7 separate regions of the Mus musculus genome follow, and all the other regions are linked to region 4. A link is a contact called in public Hi-C, HiChIP or PLAC-seq and promoter capture Hi-C data. All regions are on one chromosome and are shown on one strand. Each heading gives the region's core, a stretch centred on a gene start, on an enhancer-like site or on the middle of the called end of the contact. The rest is flanking DNA. Distances are from core to core; before and after follow the strand shown.

Region 1 (3,176 bases), core at 429-2,928, 2.2 Mb before region 4:
ACCTCATCTGCAAGGAGTCAGAACTCTTCCATGGAGGAGGCTAGCTAGGAACTGCTTTGAACAAGTCACCCAAGTGATTTCATAATTAGGTAGTTTTGGGGAAAAAAAAAAAAAAAACATCTACATCAGGGTTACAATAATACAAACCCACTAGCCCCAGAGAGGAAATGGTTTGGAAAGAGGCAACACGTGTGGTGGATGACTCAGGCTTGGCTCAAGTCTGAGTTAGGAAAGCTACCTTGTAACCAGGAAAGGTTAACTGAGCAGTTAGCTCTTGAGCGAGCTAGAATCCTTAGCTGCACTGGCAGTACACTGGCAGTACACTGTTCCAGGACCTACTTTGCTCTGCTTCACTTTCCCCAACACTATCTGCAAGAAGACTTCCTCTGAAGATTCCCTGATAGATGTTTATCTGCAGAAGGAATCCAAAGGATACCAGATGGGAACAAATTACAGGTGCCAAGCTGCTACCACAGGATCAGGATAGAAGAGATGAGATTCTGAACAGGTTTTTTCCCCTTCCGGAACAAACACAGAAATCCAACCACTTACCCAACCTGGAGAGCCTCTTCAGCAAGCCAGCTTCTCGAATGGCAGCTGGACCATATTCCACTCCTAGCTTCTTCTGTGAATCATACAAACCCCACAGACATAAGAGAAGGTGAGGAAAGGAGCAGAAACACTTTGACACAGAAATCTCTGCTGCTACCCGGAGCTCCTAAAAGACTCCTCTGCAAACCTTTCACAGCATCAAAACTTCTACTGTAGAAGGCTGATCGTTTCACTAAATGCTTAATGGGCGGAGGGAAGATTCTGTTCTTGAAAGCAAATCAACCTTCTGAGTCCCTCACTGAGAGCCAGACCAGGAAAGTCTCGGATCAGGAAAGGGCTCAGTGAGCTTTGATCCGGTACCTGTATCTGGCAGAACGCGGCACCTAGCTTCCCCATCAGTGAGTGCGCCCTCCGCGACAGCAGGTTCCTTTCATTGAAGGCAGAACAAAGCCCCTTCGTCCCTCCCGCAGTTGCAGAGACCGACATCAATTTCTTTCCAGGTTAATGCTCTTTCTGCAAGAATAGAACCTGAAGCCTGCCTTAATCCCCGGTCACCGTCTCTAACCTCCTCTCCGACAATTTCTCAACGATCCCGGTTTTGCCTTCTCCAGCTCCTCCATGGAATCCTCTCTCTTTTCCTTCCTGTCATCACCCCAAAGCTGGAAATGCCCACTCTCCGTCGTCCTGGAGGCCGCAGATGCTCGCTTCTCGATGCCCACTTCCCTCCCTCTCGATGCCCAGTGCCCTCTCTCACCCCCTTGCCTTCCATCAGTCCCTCATCTCCATCTGGGTCCAGGAAAACCCAACGTGCGCTCCACGTACCCGCCATGGGATCCCGCGAGCTCTTCCCCCCGTTTTTTCCCCCCTCCTCCCTCCTGGCCCCAAGAAACTCTCTAGGCTTAGTGTCCCGTCAGCTCGGGTCGCAGCTCTCACCTGTCCCCGAGAGAAAGGGGCTCCGACTATAGCTACAGAGTGGACGGATCTCGTCAGGACGCAAGGAATTTGCCCGTGGAGGAGACGGGAGGCGCTGCTCCTCAGGAACATGATTGGCAGGGAGGGGATTACCCTAGGAGAACCGGCTCGGTGCAACTCAGGACCTCGAGTGAGTGCAGCCTCCCACAGCTTCGATGCTTCACTAGGCGAGCGCACCGCCCTGTGACGTCAGCATCTCTCGGACACGCCTCCAACCAGCCCCCGGCGCACCTTCTCGGAGGACTACAGCTCTCCAGGGCCTGGGACGCGCCTGCCGTTAAGTCACCATTGGACCTGTCCTCTCTTTCCCTGGACACGCTCCCCCCGCCCCCGATGCCTAAGCCACCAAGGCGGATACCATAAAGCCGCTGATCAGAGTGGCACCTGTGTGGTTTCCCGGGAAGCAGCGTCCCTGCCAGGTTGGAGACCTCAGTGGAACTTGAGAACTTGACACATGTACCCGCCCCAGGCGCTATCTCGGCTGAAGAGTTGGCACTGGCCGTGGCCTGCCCGCACCCGGGGTCATCTGCTAACCCACACCAAGTCAGCATCCATCTGCAGCTTTCTATCTCAAAGCTTAAAATCCTAGAAACATTTACCCCATCAGTGTCCTCTTGAGTCTGGCTTTTTAAAAACTCACCTACCTTGGATCTTTGGGGAGAATTTAGAATTTACCAAGCAATTACTTTCTAGATTTTTTTTTTAATTTTTTTAAACAAAATTTTATTTCCTTTTCAGATTTTTTTAAATGTGTATGAGTGTTTTGCCTGTATATATGTTTGTGCACCACAGACATTCATGGTGCCCAGGGAAGTCAGAAGTGGATATAGGATTTGCTGGAACTAGAGTTACTACAGACCTTTATGAGCCACCATGTGAGTGCTGAGAATCAAACCCAAGCCCTTAGCAAAAGTAACAGATGCTCTTAACTGTTCAGCTACCTCTCTGGGCCCCTGTTTTCAGTTCTTTACATGAACAATAAGAGCACTGGTTACTAGAGGCCAACTATATCAACACATTCTGATCATTCTAAATTAAAAGGAGGCTGAAACAAATCCAAAAATATCAAGGAGCTTTTCATGGTTTTAATAGTAAATAGTGGCTGATGGCCCTGCAATTACGGACACACATTGCTCTTGCAGAGGACCTGGTTTTTGCAGAGTTTTATGCATAGCCATTAACCCCAGCTTCTGGGGAATCCGATGCTTCTTGCCTCCACAGACACAGCAAGCTAGGGGAGATAGAAGGATCTGCATTCTTTGTTGTAAGCACAAGTTTACAGTATGATAAAATGGACATATTGAGTGTTTCATACAGTGGCAAGATTGTCTAACACTGTACTCTTAACTGTGACTCTGTAGCCTGCTGTAGTGGCTATTCCTGGTTGTCAACTTGACAATATTTGGAATGAACTACAATCCGGAATTGGAAGGCTCACCAGTGACCCTTATCTGGAGGCTTGGAGATCCTTATCTGGATCTTGGTTTGAAGATCTTGAGCCGTAGTGGCTATGGATTCCAGAAGATTGAATCTCCGAGTTAAGGAACACACCTTTAATCTGGGCTATGCCTTTCATCTGGGATTAAAGGTGTGGTGGAACACACCTTTAATCCGGGCTACACCTTTTGCTGGAGACAATATAAGGACATTGG
Region 2 (3,452 bases), core at 344-2,843, 2.1 Mb before region 4:
AGAGGGCAACTTGTGGCAGTTGGTTCTCTCTTTCCATCATGTGGATCCCATGACTCGAACTGAAGTCGTCAGCCTCGGAGGCTGGTTGCTTTCCCTGCAGGGCCCCTGGGAGGCTCATAACACAGTAGTCTTAGAACTACGAAATCCAAGTGTAAGCAAATCCTAAAGCAAGAGCTCCACAGAAAAGCTTTGAAGAGCCCAGCCTGAGCCTGTGGAGTCCTCAGTGGGATTATTCAATTACATTTGTTTCTCCATTATTCATATTTATAGTGACTCAAGTTCTAAGAATAAATTCAAAACAGTGGAAATAATTACATCATCAGAAGTATGATTGTCTGTGCACTGCCACAGTAGTGCTCCATCCATGCAAATATATGGTTGGCAAACAGCATCTATTAGTGGCTCCCCCAGTTACCTTTCCCTAGTGATAAGTACTTGAAGAACCAGCCTGCTTCCATATTAGGCTTGAAAGTCATCTTACAGTGAAGACAATCTAGGTTCATTCTTGTTTATGAGTAAACCTGTTTTTCAAGGATTGAGCTATGCCCCACCTGTGACCTTAACTACAAATGGTTCTGTACTGCTTGTTCCAAGAATGCAATCACGTCTTTGTTTCAAAAAGTTGTTTATAGTCATCTTGCAACCTGACCTTTGCTTCAAAGGGTTATATAGCTACCTTGTTAGGCCCATCTTTGCAACCTTGTGTCTCTGTTCCAGAGGGACTTACTTGCTATGCTTGTGTGCTGCTCCTATAACTATATTTTGACAGACAAACCCCTCATTTGGAAACCTTCCTATCCCTGAGCTATAAAAGCCTGCCTTCACATCCAAAGCTGAACCCCATCTCAGGAGGAGGCAGCCCGTGTATGTGAATTTTTAAAGCTTGCTTTAATTAATTTGGTCATGATGATTTGGGTGGCGGTCTTTCTCCTCTCGTTTTTTTTTTTTTTTTGGATTAATATACTCTTTAGCAGCTGAGCCATCTGCCCAACTCAAAGCCTACCTTCTCTTCCCATGCATCCTAGCCTTGCTAGTTTTTTGATTCCTGTGACTGAAACCCATTCCAGCCTCCAACTTTGTTTTTTCCTGGTCCTTCTTTCTGGAGACTACCCCCACCTCCACCCCAACTCCCCACAGAACAGTGTGGCCCTTGTAGGTTTAATGGCGAAGACCTTTAAGACCTTTACTTAAAGCTGCCCAGACCTTCTACTAGTCTGAACATTTTTGTCAATAACACTACTTAAGTTACGTCTATTTTTTTTTTTTTTTCCTACTAGGAAAGAAGCTATGTAGAGACAGAAATCTTCAGTACCTAAAATCCCTTCGCAGGGAAATGAATGAATGAATGAATGAATGGTTACACCTGCAGACCATTTTGGGGGAGTCTTTCTGGCGTAACAATATAAATGAGTCAGTCAAATGAACAGAGATCTTAATCTGCCCAAAACTGGTGCCGCGGTTCTGGGGAGTTTGGGCTAAGGATAAACTGGGAGAACTTGCTGCAAGTCCCAGCCCTGCTCTCAGTGAGCGACTACGGCTGCGCGGACAGGCAGGGCTCAGCCGCTTCCGGGATGGTCGGGAGCCAACGAGACTTCGAGCCTCCGGGTGGGCTAGAGCGGCGCGACATTCAGGTGTGTGCGGCCATGGAGGACGAGAAGAGCTTCTCCGATATCTGCGGCGGCCGCCTAGCCCTGCGGTGCCGCTACTACTCACCGTACTGCCGCGAGTTCGGCCTCAGCTCGGCTCGGCTGTCGCTGTGCTCGCTCACCGCGGTCACCTGCGCGGTGTGGCTGGCGGCCTACGGGCTCTTCACCCTGTGCGAGGTAAAGGCGGGCGCTCGGCCGGCGCAGGCAGCTTGGAGAGGTCTCGGGGCTGACCCGTGGGTCCGGGAGGGTGGGGACTCCCTGGATCAGGGTCGCCGTTCCACGGCAGGACTGCCCTCCCTCCCCGAGAAGTTTGTGCTTCTGGACGTTCTACCACAGTGGACCTACTTGCCCTGCTCATTCATGGAACATAACCTCCTCAGAGAACTCAGTGCATCCTCCCGCATCACTTACTGGGTACCAAAGCCAACGGATAGCAGGCGTGCGACAGAATTACAGAAAAGTTTTTGCCTCCACAACTGTGCAGTACAGAATCTCCACCTAATATCTGTTTCTCAAGGCCAGGTCAACTACCATCCCCTCTCCCAACCCTTCCCCAGTTTAAGTGCATTTTCTAAAGTGTTGCCAGGTCTAAGACACGAGGGTTTTCTATGCTCAGTTTTCAGACTTTCTAATCTTTTTTCCCCCCGAGCCTCATTTTTAACATCTCTAAGTTGAAATTAATGGTTCAAAATATTGCGAAGGTCAACTGCTATTATTTTGTGACAGTTCCCAAGCAAAAAGAGTCATCCGATTGGCCTTTGTTCAGGATGTTCTGTTCTGTTTTAACTCCCTGTATAGCCCTAAAATGAATATATTATTCCAGGAGTGATCTTAATAGAGCCAGTACACCAGAACTGTTTATTTCTGCAATTTTCATATTGTTTGTATTAAAACATCCCTTAGCTTTTTTCTATTCTTTTGCTATTATTATTATTCTTACTTTGTCTGGACTGGAAGGCTCTATGTGGAGCCTGCCTCTGCCTCCCTAGGGTTAGGATCAAAGGTGTGTGTCATCATACCTGGTTCAATCACATTTATGCTATCAAAGTGTGTGGCAGAGCATCATAATTTGCACAGATTTTCATAGATGAAGTTAAGTCCCCTCACTGAGGGTCTGGGGAATGAATGGCTCATCAGATGACTGCAGCGACTGCCAAACCTGACCACCTAATGCCAAACCTGACCACCTAATGCCAAACCTGACCACCTAAGCCGAATCCCCAGAACCCACATGATGGGAGGGAAGAATGGATTCAAAAAAATTGTCCTCTGACCTCTGCACAATAAATAAATATAAATAGTAGGGGCTGGTGTGGTGGTGCACACCTTTAATCCCAGCACTAGGGAAACAGAGGAAGGAACATCTCTGAATTCAAGGCCAGCCTGGCTACATCAGTCTACATTACCAGCTCCAGAACAAACCAAGGCTACACAGTGAAACCCTGCCTCAAACACAACACAAATAGTATTTTTTAAAAGACTCCTAATCTTTACCAATTTATATTTAAAAGTGTCTTCACAGGTCAGTTGAAGTTATTAAACTGACCTAGTCCTTCCCCAAAATTTTTAATATAATTGGATTTTTATTCTTTTTTGGGGGGATGGGGAGTGTTGGGGTCTTACCATGTAGCCTTGGCTGTTCTTGAACTCACTGTATAAACCAGGCTGGCCTGTAACTCAGAGATTCACCTGTCACTGCCTCACAAGTGCTGTTGTTAAAGGGATACATCACCATGCCCAGTTGAATGTTAATGCCAGCCTATGTTCCTGATACCCGTGCAGTTATCTGCTGAATTTCTTATTTCA
Region 3 (3,117 bases), core at 274-2,773, 2.2 Mb before region 4:
CTCCTTTTTATATCTATTTCTGCGACAGAAAGATAAGACTTGGGGTTGAAGAAATGTCACAGTTCTTTGGATCACACACAACTCTTAACAGCATGGCAGGCAGCCCACCTGTAACTCCAGCTCCAAAAGACCCAACACCCTCTTCTGGGCTCCACAGGCAGGGCACTTGCCCTCACATGTGTTCATACATATTCAAGTATAAATTTTTTAATTTTATGTTTTTTGGGCATGGTTTCTCTATATGGTCTGGCTGTCCTGCAATGTGCTCTGTAGACCAGGCTGGCCTCGAACTCAGTGATCCATCTGCCTCTGTCTTCCAAGTGCTAGGATTAAAATTGAACAACAACACTCTTGAACTACCTTTTAATTTTATAAGAAAAATATTAAGACTTCGCACCACTGCTAACAACATCAGACTTTGTCATCCCTGCACACTGCGTTTTGTTTTTATTTTTTCATTGAATTTAACGGTTGGTGGATTCAAGCTTGTAAAACCCAGGGCTTCAAAGACAAAAATCACCAGGAACCCACTCCCACACACACCTTAGAAGATGGACTATAGGATTTGCTTATGCTAGATAAGTGTTGTACCCCTCGGTAACACCCTTTTATATATATATATATATATATATATATATATATATATATATATATATATATATATATATATTTCCATGTATAAATATTGAATCACCACGAAAACTTTTGTGAGTGGGCCCTTTGTTGGAAACCCTGCCAACAGTATACACAGGGGTTTATATCTATGGAAGGACAGAAAGGACTTCGTAATTGTTGATATATTTCACATAAGGGCAGATAAGATGGGTCTGTCTTCCACACCAAATCATACATTACCCAAGGGCAGAGACAAAATTACTTTGATCAATATATAACTTTGGTTTATCAAAATGTCTATTCTTAACATGTTGTGAATGAGAACCCGGGGCAGCCTAATGGTCTGGACTGGTTCAGCCGCTAAAAGCTGTGGGTATTCTGGGATCACACTGCCCATTTTCCGGTTCTGAAAACATGTGACCCTGGCCACTTAATCTCTCCACTTTTATTAGAGTTATACCATCCGAGGGTAGGCAGGCCTCTGCTCATCTATCTAGGGCTGAGACTGAACATTTAGACGGGATATGAAGTCAGGTGGCAGAAGGAACTGCGATGACAGCGAGGGGCGTGTGCTAGCCAGTCTGCGCAACACCGCTGGCACTCCGGGCCCTCCCTGCACGGCCGTCCTCCCTCACTTAACTACAATTCCCAGTATGCACTGCAGGACCGGCGGGCCCGGATGAGGCGGCCGAGGCGCCAGTCCCGCGGGCTCCCTCGGGCCCTTCCCTTTGGTACCTCCTCTGTGCCCACTGTTTGTCTCCAGGTCGGAGCCACCGGCTCGTCTTGGCGCGAGACCGCGCCCCTGTAGTAGCTGAGTGTCGTCCCCGCCCCGGCTTCTTGTCAGGCTTTGGCGCCCGGCGCCCGTGCAGTGACAAGCAGGGGGAGGGCGTCCGGCTCCGAGGACCCCGGAAGCGCCTGATTCCGGGAGGCCGAGGTGCGGCTGCAGTGATGGCTTCGGGGCTGGGCAGCTGATTGCTGAGGTGGGAGTGGGCCCAGCGCCCGGTGGCCGCAGCTCACGCGCAACCTGCGCCATGGCCGCCTCCGCCGCCTCCTCCGAGCATTTCGAGAAGCTGCACGAGATCTTCCGCGGCCTCCTTGAAGACTTACAAGGGGTGCCGGAGCGGCTGCTGGGGACCGCGGGGACAGGTGAGGCGGGGGCGGGACCAGGCCGGGAGGACTCCGCAGGGTGCAGGATCCCAAACACCGACCCGGGGCTCCCCGCTTCCCCTTTGGGCACGCCCCCTGCTGCTGTCGGGCCCCGGACGCCCAGGGTGTGCTGCCTCTTGTGGTGACTGGGGGCGTGCAAAGGGATAGACATTAGGATGTCCTCTCCTAGCGAGCCTTTAGTTATCTTCCTCTCCCAGTAGCATAGGGCATTCTTCAATCTGTGCTCCTGTGACAAAACAAAAAACAAAAACAAAAAACAAAAAAAACCCTTAATTTGGAGTTGGGCATGTAGGAGTTTGGCATTTTGGTAGGCAATGAAATTTTAAAAATAGTTGTAACCATGGAGATTAGCTTATATGTGAGACAGTGGCGGGAGGTGAGGGGAGGAAGACAGCTACATTGGAGAGGAACCGGAAGTCTCACATTTAGACTTTTTTGACGTACTAGGGTAAATCCTTAAGGAACATAAGCAGCGGAGTAATGTGGATTTCATTTTAGAAGCAAGGCGGCGGATAGCTGGATAGAGGATGTGAGAATGGCTATAAGAGACTGTGTTAGGAGCTTCTATGACAGTTGACTGGGTAAGCATGCGAATCTGGAGAGTGAGCATTAAATCCAACAGGTGGTGCCGAGATTTATGAGACTGGTGGATGTGAGGAGGAAGATTGAGAAGGGGCCGTGTCTTCTCACGTGATCAGTTGAATGAATGAACTTAAATAAGAGGCGCATACTCGTTTGAGCTGGAGATGAGAATGTCTACCTGTGCATTAAAGATAACAGTGTATGACAAAATATTTTTCTGCCATTCAAGAGATTGCCAGTGGTGAACACTTTTAATCCCAGCACTTGGGAGGTAGAAACAGAATCTCAGTGAGTTCAAGGCCAGCCTGGTTTTACACAGCAACACAGAGTTCCAGACCAGCTAGATTCTTCTATCTTGAGACTCTATCAAAAATTAAAAAAAAAAAAAAAAAAAAAGGAAGGAAGGAAAGAAAAGAGTTCTAGAGTCAGATTATCTAAGTTACATACACCTTTTATTAGCTATGTGACTTTGCAAGTTATTTTAACCAAACTAGTTTCCACTATAAAGTAAAACGTAGCATCTGACTTCATGGAGTTTTTGTGGGGAGTAAATGAGATATGTAAAGCTATTAAAAACACCGTCTGGCAACAGTAAGAGCTACCAGCTATTATTAATATGTGTTTGTTGTTTTATTTAGAAATATTAGCTCTCTACACAGTTATTCTTAGGATGCTCTTTTTGCTTGCTTGTTTTTGTTTTTTTGGGTTTGTGTTTGTTTTTCAAGACAGGGTTTCTCTGTGTAGTCTTGGCTG
Region 4 (3,318 bases), core at 727-3,226:
CCCTGAAATCTGGCATCTCCTCGAAATTCATATCGCTTGCTGCTGTACAATCTGCTTGGCATATCCGCTTTCCCTACAGTGTTTTTATAATTTACTTCTTAGATTTTAGCCATGTGAGCGAAGATTATTTTTATAACAGCTTTGTTGATGCATAATTATTAACATATCAATCATAAAGCCCACTCTTTCAAAGTATATAATTCAGTGAAAGCTTGCCTTTATCCTGGCATCCTCTAGGTTGCACATACGAACCACCTGAAGATCATTAAAAACTGTCTTTTACTGATCCTACCCACCTCCCAAAGGCTTTGACTTCATTGAGGAGGGGCATGGAACAGGCATGAGATATATTTTTTTAATCCCCCAAAAAACTAACTTGCAGCTAAGGATGCACTCTGCACATTGCACATTGCAGGTAGATATATAAGGAGGGTTTGCGGTGATCATCCATTGTCTCTACTTCTGGTATCCAGTTAACTCTTACTATCTTATCCAGGCAGTGGTGGCAAATGCCTTTAATCCCAGCACTTGGGAGGCAGAGATGAGGCCAGCCTGGTCTACAGAGTGAGTTCCAGGACAGCCAGGGCTACACAGAGAAACCCTGTCTCGAAAAACCAACCAACCAACCAAACAAACAAACAAAAAACCCTCTTACCATCTTTGTCTCCCTTACAGCCCTTGACTTCTATTACGAGTCAGTGTCTGCTTATGACTGTGTTCTCATCACTAGGCTTGGCCACACGGACATTTAAGGCCAGCCTGGGCTAGGTGTCAGAAAGATTGTATTACACCACCAAGTTTCTGCACTCAATAGTCAGGGGTTAAATGATTTTTTACTCAAAAAACATTAACTCATAAATCAAACTCAAGACCGCACTCATTTTGAAGATCAATTGTAAAGTGGTAGTCTGGTTAATTTCTCAGATGACCTTATTATTACTGTTTGTTTGTTTGTTTGTTTGTTTGTTGTTTCATTGAGGACCTGGTGCACACTGAAAATGGTGACAGGGTAGTCCGGTTTTTGCTTTCAAAGCTGTGAAGTCTTTGAGGGGACACATCATGCCATTCCTGGGCTGCCACATATTAGATACTTAGCTAAATGCGGGTGGGGACAATGTAGTTACACTTCATACCTCGTTGCATTATGTATGACCTTAACTGGACAGGGAGCTGCACAACTTTCCCGTTTTGATTCTTTTTGCAGTTAATTAAAGTTCTCTATAAACTGGGGCACTCCCTAATCTGCTCCGGCTACAACAAACAGAAGGTAGGTTTTACTTGCACCTACGAGAGGTTTTGTAAACACTCAAGCCCAGCAAGGACAGTTCTCTCGGACAAATGAAAGCAAGATTCTTGAGATGAAGGACACCCGGCGAAATCGGTCCTTTAGTTTGTCCCGTAATGTCTCTTAACACCTTAAACCCAGATAACAGAGGGCCCGCGTGGGCATCTCGACCGCGCCCCCTGGTCAGCCACAGCGTGATTCCTTCCCGGGAGGGTTACGCCCCAGGGCGCAAGTGGAGCGACTCAAGCATTAAACGAGACAATGTAAAAGCAGTCTAGCCAAGAAGAGACAGTGTTATTTTGGCAGCCAGTTTCTCTCCCCCCGCCCCCAAACCCCCGAGCCTCCACCCAATCCCTTGGGCCGGGCGCCCAGAGCTCGGAATTGTGGCCGGCTCCAGGAGCCCAGCTCCCTCCACGTGTCCTGTCTTCCCAGCAGCCTCTCCGCCGCCTGGGGAGGAAAATCTCCTGACAACTCGCGGTCTGTGGACTACATCTCCCGGGAGGCACCGCGCCACTTCTCGCTGCCAACACCCGGGGCGCAGGCGCCCTGAGCTCTGTCAACAAGCGAGTCTGGCGAAGCCTGTGTGCGGTTCCTGATGGGATTTGTAGTTTCTCTGGCTCTCTCTCACTCGCCCATCCGACGCTCGAGGACTACAAGTCTCAGCTACCCCGGCGCGGTGAGCCCGGTCACGTGTTAGGGGGCCGATCGGGCGTGCGTGCCGCCGTTGATCCGGTGCTGCAGTGAGGTGGTTGTCGCCCGTGTTGTGTGTGCGTGAGTGTGTGTGAGTGAGTGAGCGAGTGAGTGAGTGTGTGCGTGGGGGCACTCGGCTTGTTGTTGTCGGTGACTTCCCCCTTCCCTCCACCCCTCCCCTCCCCGGCCGCCGCTGCAGTGGCCGCTCCCTGGGCCGTAGGAAATGAGCGATAACGATGACATCGAGGTGGAGAGCGACGTGAGTCCTGGGGCTTCTTCCTTTCCGTTCGGGTTGTCAGGCGGGGACAGCGGCAAGGGTTCTCAGCCGGGCGACGGCGGGAGGGGGTCGGGTCGCCGCCGCCTCCGTCCTTTTCTCCCCCTCCCCCCGGGGCCGGGACCGCCTGCGTCGCGCTCCAGGCTCGCTCCCCTCCAGTCCTGTCCGGAGAGGCCTCCTGGGACTGAAGGTGGGAGCAGACACGCGGCCTCTGGGACCCCCACATTCTCCCGTGGAGGAGGGTGTCGAGGCCTCCCTCTCCGCTCTGCCCGGCTGGGGATCCCATTATCCTTCCGGATCCTGGGCAAGGAGACCAGCGCTCAGCTCTTGCTCTTTGGGTCCATGAGCTCCCTCCTCCTGTGACCGGTTGATCCTTGGGGTGAAGGGGCTGGGAGTGCTCTGACGCCCTAGAGGGATCGAGGGAGAGCAGGCAGTGTTCCGGATCCCTCTTGTCCGGTTCGGATCCCAGAAGGAGGGGCAGTGCCTGAAACCCCCCCCCCCCCCCCCCCCAACTAGGCTACGGGATCTCGCTGGAGAGAGTGGAAGGGGAAAGAGGGAGGGAGGGGTGTCAGACTGACTCCCCACCCGCTGCTTCCTCCGCCGCCGGCATTTTCTTTCTTATTATTGAATTCGAAGTGTGAAAATAACTTCTGTATTTTCTATTTTTCTCTCTCTCTTATTCCAGGAAGAGCAACCGAGGTTTCAATCTGCGGTACGTCTCCTACTCTCCATTTCATTTTCATTTCCGTTCAGTTTTGGTTCTTTTTGGAGTCAGAAAAAGAGATCGTTCTATTACTTTTAATACTCTTGTAAACTCCTCTTAACCGCTAAGGTGAGGTTGAGTCTGTTGGGGTTGGAGGAGGGGGGCGTTGCAAATCCACATGATTCTTGATATTCAGGTGGTAGATTCTAGTGAGTAGGTAGGTAGGTAGGCAGGCAAGTGAGGAGGCCTGTGCTGTGAACTGAGTTGTTCTGTAGTGTTCAGTGCGGCGGAGATATGTGAGAAATGGAAGGGCATTCTGAAGTGAATGGTAGTGTTATTTCAGAGCAAACTGGCTAGGTTTTATTT
Region 5 (3,528 bases), core at 850-3,349, 2.1 Mb before region 4:
CATTTGAGTTCTTTCCAACCTTTTGCTAAAATAAACAATACTACAATGAATATTCAATGAATATGCCTCATTTTATATGTATCAGCATATATCTGAAGGGTAGTCCTAGAAATGGGATCATAGGGTTAAGTAATGAACATTGTAAAGTGCACTCCCTTGAGGCTCCCCTAATTCATACTTCAGCCAACAGTAAGTGCCTATTCTTCAAATCAGACTCCAGCGTTTGGTTTTCTCTCAGGGTCTTATTATATAGCCTAGGCAGGCCTGGAACTTGCTACATAGTAGACTGTGGATCTGTGATCCCACTACCTTACCCTTCCAAGTATTTTGATTATAGGGAAGGACCACCACGCCAGGCTATATTATCAGTCTGGAACCGGCTATTAGTAGAGGGTCAGACAGGGTTAGACAGCTTATTGGTCCATCCTTAGAATACAGATGGTGGCTCAGCACCCGTACGCAGTGATGGAGGGGATTCCCACACCTAAACATCTACACGAATAAAACATTCCCCAACCTGTAAGGAACACAGATTTCAATACATATACACAGCCTTGTAGAGATAAGGAAAATAATTAGGAGAGATGAGTTGGATGTGGTGACGTGTCACCAGCACTAGACAGGCTGCTGAGGCAGGAGGGCTGTTGAGAGACTCCGAAAAGAAAGGTGGGGGAAGGAGAAAGAGACAAACAGAGAAAAGAAATTTAAAAAAGAGAAAAAAGAAAAAGAATACACCATTAAGAGTGGATTGAGAGGAACACAGTTCTCTCTACTGCTGATGACCGATTCAGTCAGAAGGGCAGCACACTGGTTTAGGCTAATTGTTCATTTCCCTAAGTTTGGGACCACAGGGTTAACAATATCACAAAACAGCTCTGAGTAGGTCCCTTAGGCAGCTAGGGGAAGGCAAAGGACAGTATCACATGTGGAATCTAGAAGGCTTACGTTTGAGTCCTGTCTCTACGTGACCTTTACAGTCTTTCACTATAACCTTGGGCAAGACACAAGTTTTCTGAGTCCCAGTTTCCTCCTTCACAGAGAAAGGTGAATGGATTGTTGAACTGAGTGGCGACTATTTGCACCGCACAGTGTCCTGAACAAGACAGTCCAGAAAGTCTGGTGCTGAGGATTGATAGCTACTACATTGGGGGTGGGGGGAAGGGTTACTTATTTCAAATAACGATCTTTCGAGCATTCTCCTGGAACCCGGAGTTTGTCAATGTCAGTAAGTTTTATGAGGCGGATTTACAGTAGAAGCTGATTGAAGATCCTGACAGGGAGGAAGTATGCTGAAGGAGCAACAGGGAGAACATTCTATTTCCACAGGGTCTCGCTACCTCTGCCACCCTCCGTGGGAGACGTATTCCTAAGATTGCTAGGACACAAAGCCCCTGATGTCACTCAGAGTCCAACCTGTGTTCTTTTCTGCTTGGCAGGACGCCGTCAGTATGAGTTCAGCTTGACTCCTAGGACTCCTAGGAGAGACATCCAGCAATCACATTAACAAGCAACCTAGGACAAGCTGCTGAGAGGAGCGGAAGGGTTGAGCGGAGAGCACCGGGTTGGAAGGAAGCCTGCACGTACATCCCGGGGCCTTCCCAGGAGCAACTGGATCAAGCCGGTCCCAAAGAGCAGGACCTACTGCGGGAGGGGCAGTCACCGCCTCCCAGTGCGGGTGTCCTGGAGCTCCTGGTTGCCTGCGCCCGTCCCACGGCTCCCAGGTAGAGAGGCACCTGCTCCAGAGTTGCCCTCCCGGCCGCGAGGAGTCAGCCCTGTCCGTCCCGCCGGACGCCCTCTCCCAGCGGCACACCCCCCGGCCCTCCCCGACCCGCCCGGCTCACCTGAGTGAGCTGCCGGGAGTCCCGCCGCGACCCCGACCGCCACGCGCGCCTCTGCCCCACAGTGGCTCTCCCCGAGTGCGGAGAGGCCCCCGGGTCTCCGCTCCCCCGCTGCAGGGGTCGCGGTGGGCGTGGCGGGCCGAGGTCGGAGCCTGGAAGGTCCCCGGAGCTCCGCACAAAGCCCGCCCCAGCGCTGGGAGCAGCGCCGCGCCGGCTGTGTCCGCACCGCGCTCGCTCGGCGGGCAGCTCGCGGCCAGGCACAGGAAATGACCTCAGCAGCCGCAGCCTCCCACCGCGGGGCGCGGCCGGGGCCGCCTGGAGGGCTGGCTGCGCGCTGCGACCCCCAGACAGCGTGGGATCCCCGGCGGGATGCTCACCAGACTGGACCCTCCCTCCGCGGAAGGAGGTCCCAGCGAGTGTCTAGCCACCTGTAGGAAAGTCCCACCTGGTTACTGGGAGCGAGCAGTCTGCACAACTGATTTGGAGTTGAGAGAGAGAGAAGGGGGAGCGAGTCACTACAGCTCTAGGAGAACCTGTTTGTTTGTGTTTGTCTTGCTTATTTTAAAGGCGACAGCCAGGGAGCCAGAAGGGCAAGGAGCCCTGGTTTGCAATACCTAACTCACACAATAACAATTATACACCCAGAGGGAGTGGGACACTAGATGTTTGGTTAGGGGACTAGATGTTTGGTTAGGGGATGGGGCTGAGGAAGATGCAAATGAAATGTAGTTAGGAAGGAGCTTCTTCTAAGTGGGCGGCGGAACTCATGAAGGAGGTCCTGGGTTTAATTCCCAGCACACAAAATGAATGAAAGAAAGAAAGAAAGAAAGAAAGAAAGAAAGAAAGAAAGAAAGAAAGGAAGGAAGGAAGGAAGGAAGGAAGGAAGGAAGGAAGGAAGGAAGGAAGGAAGGAAGGAAGGAAAGAAAAGGGGAGGGGAGGGGAGGGGAGGGGAAAACAAAAGCTGCCTTTCCCAATTCCATAAACTGAACAGAAACAAAACACCCCGGGGCCTAGAATATTCACTCCAAGCACTCACCGAGAAAAATCCCCAGCCCCACCCCAGGTTTAAATCTGAATCTGGGGGTGGGAAGGGAGAGGGGAATTGCCCACGGAGCAAACCTCCTTAGGCATTCTCATGCACGGTTTTGAAAGCTCAGGAACTAAGGAAGGCAGTTAAATTGGGTGGGTGGGACTCCAAGTGACTTTATAGGCAAGACCTCTGGGTTTTGTGAAGGGGTGACACTTCCATACACTTTGAATAGGCAATCTTGAGCATGATATGAATTTCAAATTCAGAGGGCTAATAGTGGACACTAAGACTTTATCCGTTTTTGGCAGATCACCCCTACCCAAATGCAACTATTGTCATTATATATATTATGTATATGCATATTCATATATGTATTTATATGCATCTGTCTATATCCATATATATATGTATTTACAAACACCTTTTTTTTTAATTAATTAATTTATTTATTTATTTATTTTTTTTGAGACAGGGTTTCTCTGTGTAGCCCTGGCTGTCCTGGAACTCACTTTGTAGACCAGGCTGGCCTCGAACTCAGAAATCCGCCTGCCTCTGCCTCCCAAGTGCTGGGATTAAAGGCGTGCGCCACCACGCCCGGCTACAAACACCTTTTAATGCTAATTAAGCAGCCCTTCTTTTCACTCCCTCCCCGCCCCCCTT
Region 6 (3,454 bases), core at 44-2,543, 2.2 Mb before region 4:
AAAATGGTTGGAGCCTTGCTCTATCTGTCACATGTGTGAATGTATGTGTGTGTGTTTATAATTCTTCCCCACCACCCCCTCTCTCTTTTCTTTCTCACTGATCCCCAAAGAGTTGTCTCAAGAAGGCTGAAGGTTGAAGCAGGAAGGAGAAAGCTGCAGCTTTGACAACTCCTGAAGCAGTACTTCACAGCTGTCTGTGTCACCTCTCAGAGACTACACCAGTTTATTGTAGAAATACTGTTAAACATGTATAAAATGAATAAGAAACAGAATACGTAAAAGACTTTTTTCTTTGAGCTGTGAGCTGCTCTCTACATACTAGACACTAAGAAAGCGTTAAATGCTGATGATTACTAGATAATCCAATACTAAATCTGTAAGAATATGTCTTCTTCCCAGGTGCTATACAGTATATGGCTCCAACTTGACTGTGGAACAGGTATCTTCCAATGAATGGAAATTAATTATGCAAATGAACCAGAAACTGAATAGTGAAGGTGGGAAACCACAGACAATGACTTTTAAAACTTGTTAAACATGATAACTCATGTTTATCCCCATGAGGTACACCTCAAAGGAAAGAAAAGTTTGAACAGGGAGTTTGCCTTTTCCCAAAGAAATGTTCCTGGCCTTAGTTCAAGACGGGATTAAACTCTTTGACAAAGTGATAAAACCAACTGTGCCAATCTGAGAAATGCATTGTTTCCTTGAAGAGTAATACATGATATAGTCATCCAAGAAACTATTTTATTATCAAATAACAACCAAGGGCTTGGGAAATTATGAAGGATACTATCATAGATCGAAGTACACACAACCGTGACTCTCTAGGAGGTCTTAACTTGCTTTGCCCCATAGGGCAAAGGTCATCTCTGAGGAAGGACATCTTCCGCCACACCAACTGTCCGACTAACGGCTCCTGCCCTTTGTAATTAACCTCAGAATACTTTCCAGACGCTGTCTCCCAGACAAAATGTAATTTCCTAATAATGATTGGGGAAAATTGAACCAAACACTGGACTTGGGCTCCAGGAGATAGCAAACCCGCGAGACTTCCAAAGAGTCAATTAGTGGCCAGAGGAGTGGTAGAAGGGCTGGCTCAACGATCCCACAGGCCTAGGCCCTGGACCACTGAAGACCATTGCTCCACGGTTGTGTTATTCAACTTTTCATAGTGCTTGGAAGTATACTCTGAATGTATCACCGCCAGGCGGCCGCCAAATCCAGGACTACATTTCCCAGAGGGCTTTGCTCCCTGGCGGTTGCAGTTGAACCGGGGTGTGTCTAGGATCAGAAGCCATAAGTCCCGCTGTCCTCTTTAGAGCATCAACTTCAACTGCGCTTCGGTGGTGCTGAGATGTTCGGATTCCTGCTTCTGCTCTCTCTTCCCTTCATCCTGTACTTGGTCACGCCAAAAATCAGGTCTGTGCGAATGTTGCTTTTTCTTGCCAGGTCTTTTAGAGAAGATAAAAAATCCCTACTGAAGCCCTCTCCCTAGCCCCCGTAAAGAAAGACTAGGAAAGGACTGAGAAGCCCTTTAAGGTAGCAAAGATCTGGAGTTTACTGGACTGTAGGCGAGATCCTGGTGCCCTGGATGTGGGCACGGCCAGACGTCAGACCCCAGGTGGTCGTAAAAGCGCTCCAGGTCTCCATCATCCTGTATTGCTCTTTCTGGCCTACCTTATTTCCTCTAGCACTATTTGCTCTCTAGCTTCGGGAAGCCGCTGAGTATGGCGGGCTTTAGATTCTAACTGTTTTCTCCACTCCCAAGCTTTGAACCAGCCTTTGTCTAACTATTTGTCTCCAGCCCTTGAGGTACTACAGGAGGGTTGCACTTTTTGCTCTCTGAACCCGATGCCAATGTTATCTGGGGCATGCTTCCTTGTTGCCGTTATTCACTTGTTTAGGTGTTTGTGACAACTGAAGGGGAAGATTCATTGTCCTTCGGAGTAGGAACACGTGCTTGTTTGCCCTAATTAGATTACTAGGAGCCAGGAGAAGAACCACGTGGTCAAAGGATGGTTTCTTAATTAAGTGTCAGGTCAGCCCAAACCTGGAGGTGTGTGTAATCACCTGAGAATCAGCGGCAGGCTACCACAAGGGGCAGTCCACTGATTGGTTCTGAGTAAGTCACCAGGAGTGACGGTGGACCAGTAATAAACGCCACCTTCTTTCTGGGCGTGGCCATAGTTCCTATTGGAGCTGAGGCTGTGCCATCCTTCTGTCATTTCTTACCATGACCAACATTTTTTCTTCCAAGACCTACTTCCCACTCTTTTTGCTTTTTCTTCTCTCTCTGGTGGCTACTTTCATTTTTCCCCTCTCCTCTCTGAATACTTACAGCTCCCATAAGTAGGCACACATGGGCCTTGTACTCAGGTAAAAACTTGGGTTTCTTTTTACCACAAGATCTTCATATCCATATAGAATCTCAACAAAACATGAACCGGAGCTACATCCAGTGAAATGTGTCTTAGAAGCGAGCACTCTAAGGACTCTACTATCCCCGTTGGAGCCAGCATGGGAGAGTGGGGCCAGAGCTGCGCTTTCAAAGTTGATTTCTTGTTTTCGATGATGACAGAGGAAGGAGGAAGAGCCAATTCCTGGTCCCCAGGATTTGTCAGTGTTGAAGTTCAGTCTGAAGGGACGTGAGACACAGAGCCAGGGGCCTTGATCGCTGAGGAGAGAGAGGTTCCTTTGGGTACCACAAGTTAGTTTGTCTTAAGTAGTGGCTGCTTGCAGATAACAAGTTTAGTGGAATGGTTGAAATGCTCCTTAAAAACGCACTTCTGAGTCAACAGATCCTTTTAGTCCTAAAATTGAGAAGAGAAGAGGAAAATCTGAGGGTTGTGTTTGTGCTTCATCCATTTGGAAAGGCCAGCAAAGCCTACGCACAGGTGCAAGGACTCCAACCAGACAAACGTATGGATCCTCACTCTGCTGGAACTCTGCTCTGTTGTTGTTTTGTTGTTGTTGTTCTGATATTAATGTGTGATGTCAGTAGTCAAACCCAGGGCTTGGCATCTGGGTAAACTATGTATGCTTACCCTGTTATATTCCTAGCCCTTGTCTCATTCTTAAATGTTTTGTTTTTGTTTTTAAATGTGTGAATGTGGCTATCTTTTTCTTATTTTTGACCTAGATTCATAAGCTTATGATTTCTATTCTTTGAATTGGATTAGCCCTTCTTAAGATTATAAGATGCTGTTTGTCACAGATTGGCATAGAAAGGCCACTTTTCTTCTGTTTGGTTGAATCTTATGATTTCCTAAGCCAAGCATGCCTGATTGGAAACTAAACTGAAGTCAGGTGCCTGACCAATCAAACACTTATCTAGGTCTTGTGCTTTGGGGAGCAGGTATAACTTTGTTTCAGTTATTTGAGACGGAATCTCTCTATATCTCCCTGGCTGTCCTGGAACTCACTATGTTAGACCAAACTGGCCTTGAACTTA
Region 7 (3,473 bases), core at 943-3,442, 2.3 Mb before region 4:
GGTATTGTAGTTGCTATGTGCACGTGCTACTGAGATAGACAGGGAGAAGTCTCGAATTGGTCTGAAAAAAATTAGGTTGCATGTCACAATCCTACTAAAAGTAGTTCCCTTAAAAGTTAGTTTCATTGCTTAAAATGCTTCATGGGACCATCATATGACAACTTCCAAACTTTTATGATCAATCATATTTTTTTTCAACTTGAAAAGGGCATCTCTTACTTAGCTCTTGTCTTTCGAGCAAAGTTGTCCTCATGTGTAAAACAACGGTGATTCTAATTTCTACTCCAGAGCTGGTGCATAACGCTCAAGGTAGGCACTCATTATAGACATGTGATTCTTCTAACGTGACTATCCACAACGTTAGGTTAGGTTACTCAAACACATATTTCTCCACACAAACCCTTCGCCAACCAGTCACTTCCTCTCGAGTGCTATCTCCACACTTTGCACTTATTTCTTCCTTAATCTGATCTGTGCGTTATTATAGTGTATGCTTTTCTTTCTTCCTGATGTGTGCGTAAGCGCGTACGAGACAGAGGAGACAGCATCTCAGACTGAATTTCTGTTAGGCGCTCAATAAAAATAGTGAAGCAACAAAACCCAGCTATTTTGAGGAGGCTGAGGGGTTAATTTATTTATTGGGCCATTATTATGCGCCAGACACTAGTTTTAAATGCTTCGGATGTTTTTAATAAACACACGAACTAGCCAAGGGATCGAGCCAACATTCGAATCCAGAGATCTGACTCCAGATTCCGCGCTCTTAACACCACAAGTTTGACAGTCCCTAAACTTGCCCGGATGCCTAATTTGCCCAAGAGCGGAGGAAGAAGTATCAAGAGTTAGAAAACCTGACGCAAAACTTCCTAATAAAACAGAGCACCTTACAAGCATCACTCGCCTCCCTAGAGGAAGTCGGAAGCTCCAGGACCCCGTCCGGGTTCCAGGGACGAGCCCCGTTACAGAGTACGTGCTCAACACGCAGGACTCTCCGCGACCCCGGTATCAACAGCCACAGGCTCCAAGAGGGAGCACAAGATAATGAACACACCTTCCTCCCCACAACTGCCCCCTCAGAAAACTCCAGTACCAGGTCAGCAGCGTGGAACTTTCAAAGTTTCCCCCACCCTCACACAATTACCCGCGAAAAGTGCGAGCAGCAACATCTGGGGCTCTGGTTGGTTGGTACTCTGGCGACTTATCCAATCAGAAGCAGGAAAATCTCGGGTTAGCCCAGCTGTATTTTGGGAATTGTAGTTCAGTCTCGAAGGTTAATCTAATTAAATTTTTCCTTTGTAGTGATTGCTTAAATCGAGGAGCGGAACCTTTCAAGACGAATGTAGAGGAGGGAAAACCCTGACTGGAAATTCTTTTCCTCAGTGAATCGCATTTTAAAGTTATTTCCTGGGCCAGAGAAGGTTCTTTTGGGGGGCTGAGGGGTTGGAAAAAGGGTGGGCAATATGCCCTATTCCCGTTTTGGGATGAGAGTTTTGTGTTTCCTTTGCACTGTTCAACACATTTAGATGGTGAAAATGTCCGGGAAATACTAACTAAAGCGTCTCAAACTAAAATACATTGAAAAAGAACCACTCAGTTTAGTTGAAAAAATAAAAGAAGTCAAGTAGGTTTCGTATTTAAAACAGCTGCGTTAAGAAAAACTAATAAACTTAAGAACTGACTTGATTACATGATTTGTGAAAAGCCTTTGCTCACTCTTTGTTTTCGTTTGCAACTCCTTTGTACCGACCTCAGTCTTTCGATGGATATATAATTATATATGATATACACACGATAGAATTAGATAGAATAATGATACAGGAAGATCCAGAATTCCTGTGGCTAACCTATCATCTATCACTGGTTGGCACGGAGAAAATGTTGACATCAAAAACAAAACAAAACAGTGGCGGGTACGGAGCGTGGAACACAGATATTCCTGGCCCCAGCTCCCCCGAAATGAATAACTGTGGATGTTGCGAGAAGGAGCAATCATAATTAGGGAGAGTCCTCAGTCCTGTAGCTAGCGGATCTAACTCTTCCTTAGAGTCCCCGTAGCAATCAGGTGGCATCACGTGATTCAAACAAACACGGCACTTGATTTGCATCTTGCTTCTCCTGAGCCAATAAGAGTGGCGCTCTCTTTCGTCATCGCCGCCCGTTCCACCACTCTTCGCAATGGGACTTGTCACCTGACCGGGATCAAACATGGCTGCTCTGGACGGGAAAATGCATTCGACTCCCGGAGCAGGTGAGTGTAAGGCGCAGGGAAGATTGCGAGGGTGCTGTCCACGACCCCGCTAGGGGGAGCATCCCTGTCCCCCAGCCTCCCGGCTCCACAGTTCAGTCCCAGATTGATCCCCTAATCTTTAGCCTCTGTCTTAACAGAAGGCTCTAACCAAGGGAGTTTTCATCCTTACCAAGGCATCCACCAACCTAGAGATTTGTAGCCTGACAAAATGTTCAGGAGGGAATGCGGAAGTAAATGTATGTGTCTGCACCCCAGGCTAGCAAAAATATTAAGATTGTTATATGTGAGGTCTGCGGTAGAAGATGAGGTACACCCCTTAGAGAAAGAGACGGCTCTCAAAAAGAGATAGTAACAGGTCAAATTAAACCCAAAACAGTCATTAGAAAAGTAAGTTCTGCCGTTTCTTTTCGGGCCAGCAGCTGGTGGTTCATCTAAAGTTTCGTTTCTTCTCAGCTCGTGTGGTGTTTCTAGGGGGTACTTCACGGATGAGAAAATTGAGAATGTATTTCGCGTAACGCCTCTATTTTCTATCTACCTGCACTCTGTGCTGGGAAAATGAGTTACCCATTTGGGAAAGAGGAAACCGCTACAGAGGAGGAACTTTTTGAGTTTTTCTGTGAGTGCCTGCGGAGGGGAGACTGGGAGTTGGCACAAGCATGTGTACCTCAACTACACCGGGGACAAGGAGAGATCCCCCAAAAGGTGGAGGACATACTACAGGCGCTGGTGCAGTGTCCCATTCTGCTAAGGTAAGCGATCCCCGCTCCTACCAGGATCTAAGAGAGGAAGATAGTGGTTCAGTGTTTGTACTCTAGTCTGTGTGTGTGTGTGTGTGTGTGTGTGTGTGTGTGTAGGTTTTCGAGACAGGGTTTCTCTGTATAGCCCTGGCTGTCCTGGAACTCACTTTGTAGACCAGGCTGGCCTCGAAATCCACCTGCCTCTGACTCCCGAATGCTGGGATTAAAGGTGTACACCACCACGCCCGGCTGTACTCTAGTCTTTATGGCCCCCCAGTCAGCTACTATCTTAAAAAGTTAGCAGACGGGGAACACATTTCAATATTCTGATGTTTTATCTGTGTAATGTATTTTACATCTAATGTACTCCAATGGCCATGAATTATGCTCTGCAGCTGAGTTTAAGCCTGACTACCAAAAGGATCCTGAATATCATTTCTTGTTTATTATCCATAGAAGATGGCTTAACTGCATTTTGTCTCCAAAAG

What was found. Promoter capture Hi-C pulls out the DNA fragments that hold promoters and counts their contacts. Hi-C and Micro-C count contacts between places; a contact is called where the count stands out from the background. HiChIP or PLAC-seq counts read pairs in DNA pulled down with a chosen protein or histone mark.
Region 1: a contact with region 4 is called in an H3K4me3 HiChIP or PLAC-seq map of embryonic forebrain, with 5 times the contacts expected there. The contact joins the promoter of Arg2 here to the promoter of Max in region 4. A contact is called at or near these places in 3 of 39 promoter capture datasets (hippocampal neurons, liver and pre-B cells), 2 of 115 datasets of contacts at active chromatin or transcription factors (embryonic forebrain and large pre-B cells) and 1 of 9 other capture datasets (adipose tissue).
Region 2: a promoter capture Hi-C map of pre-B cells shows a contact between it and region 4, with 8 times the contacts expected there. The contact joins the promoter of Pigh here to the promoter of Max in region 4. A contact is called at or near these places in 10 of 39 promoter capture datasets (the 3T3-L1 cell line, 3T3-L1-derived adipocytes, the C10 cell line and 6 more) and 7 of 115 datasets of contacts at active chromatin or transcription factors (astrocytes, embryonic forebrain, embryonic hindbrain and 3 more).
Region 3: a promoter capture Hi-C map of hippocampal neurons shows a contact between it and region 4, with 4 times the contacts expected there. The contact joins the promoter of Vti1b here to the promoter of Max in region 4. A contact is called at or near these places in 8 of 39 promoter capture datasets (the 3T3-L1 cell line, the C10 cell line, cranial neural crest and 4 more), 2 of 484 Hi-C or Micro-C datasets (B cells and regulatory T cells), 5 of 115 datasets of contacts at active chromatin or transcription factors (astrocytes, embryonic stem cells, large pre-B cells and 1 more) and 1 of 9 other capture datasets (adipose tissue).
Region 5: a contact with region 4 is called in an H3K27ac HiChIP or PLAC-seq map of embryonic stem cells, with 6 times the contacts expected there. The contact joins the promoter of Plekhh1 here to the promoter of Max in region 4. A contact is called at or near these places in 1 of 39 promoter capture datasets (embryonic stem cells), 6 of 115 datasets of contacts at active chromatin or transcription factors (astrocytes, embryonic hindbrain, embryonic stem cells and 2 more) and 2 of 9 other capture datasets (adipose tissue and liver).
Region 6: a Hi-C map of B cells shows a contact between it and region 4, with 7 read pairs. The contact joins the promoter of Rdh11 here to the promoter of Max in region 4. A contact is called at or near these places in 6 of 39 promoter capture datasets (the 3T3-L1 cell line, the C10 cell line, cranial neural crest and 3 more), 1 of 484 Hi-C or Micro-C datasets (B cells) and 2 of 115 datasets of contacts at active chromatin or transcription factors (astrocytes and large pre-B cells).
Region 7: a contact with region 4 is called in a promoter capture Hi-C map of pre-B cells, with 2.8 times the contacts expected there. The contact joins the promoter of Zfyve26 here to the promoter of Max in region 4. A contact is called at or near these places in 4 of 39 promoter capture datasets (embryonic stem cells, hippocampal neurons, liver and 1 more).

The regions. Positions count from the first base shown.
Region 1 is chr12:79,129,290-79,132,465 of GRCm38.p6, reverse strand. It overlaps Arg2 (arginase type II), which reads right to left and starts at 1,678. Exons shown (of 8, transcript NM_009705.3): 1 at 1,486-1,678; 2 at 553-625. The coding sequence starts at 1,596.
Region 2 is chr12:79,087,811-79,091,262 of GRCm38.p6, reverse strand. It overlaps Pigh (phosphatidylinositol glycan anchor biosynthesis, class H), which reads left to right and starts at 1,593. Exons shown (of 4, transcript NM_029988.2): 1 at 1,593-1,823. The coding sequence starts at 1,644. 9230116L04Rik (RIKEN cDNA 9230116L04 gene) reads left to right here. Exons shown (of 3, transcript NR_110486.1): 3 at 1,278-2,558.
Region 3 is chr12:79,170,864-79,173,980 of GRCm38.p6, reverse strand. It overlaps Vti1b (vesicle transport through interaction with t-SNAREs 1B), which reads left to right and starts at 1,523. Exons shown (of 6, transcript NM_016800.3): 1 at 1,523-1,761. The coding sequence starts at 1,647.
Region 4 is chr12:76,960,906-76,964,223 of GRCm38.p6, reverse strand. Max (Max protein) reads left to right here and starts at 1,976. Exons shown (of 4, transcript NM_001146176.1): 1 at 1,976-2,234. The coding sequence starts at 2,199.
Region 5 is chr12:79,027,734-79,031,261 of GRCm38.p6, reverse strand. Plekhh1 (pleckstrin homology domain containing, family H (with MyTH4 domain) member 1) reads right to left here and starts at 2,099. Exons shown (of 29, transcript NM_181073.3): 1 at 1,842-2,099.
Region 6 is chr12:79,189,694-79,193,147 of GRCm38.p6, reverse strand. Rdh11 (retinol dehydrogenase 11) reads left to right here and starts at 1,293. Exons shown (of 7, transcript NM_021557.6): 1 at 1,293-1,422. The coding sequence starts at 1,358.
Region 7 is chr12:79,295,001-79,298,473 of GRCm38.p6, reverse strand. Zfyve26 (zinc finger, FYVE domain containing 26) reads left to right here and starts at 2,192. Exons shown (of 42, transcript NM_001008550.1): 1 at 2,192-2,248; 2 at 2,702-2,997. The coding sequence starts at 2,804. It overlaps Rad51b (RAD51 paralog B), which reads right to left and starts at 1,192. Exons shown (of 11, transcript NM_009014.3): 1 at 1,142-1,192.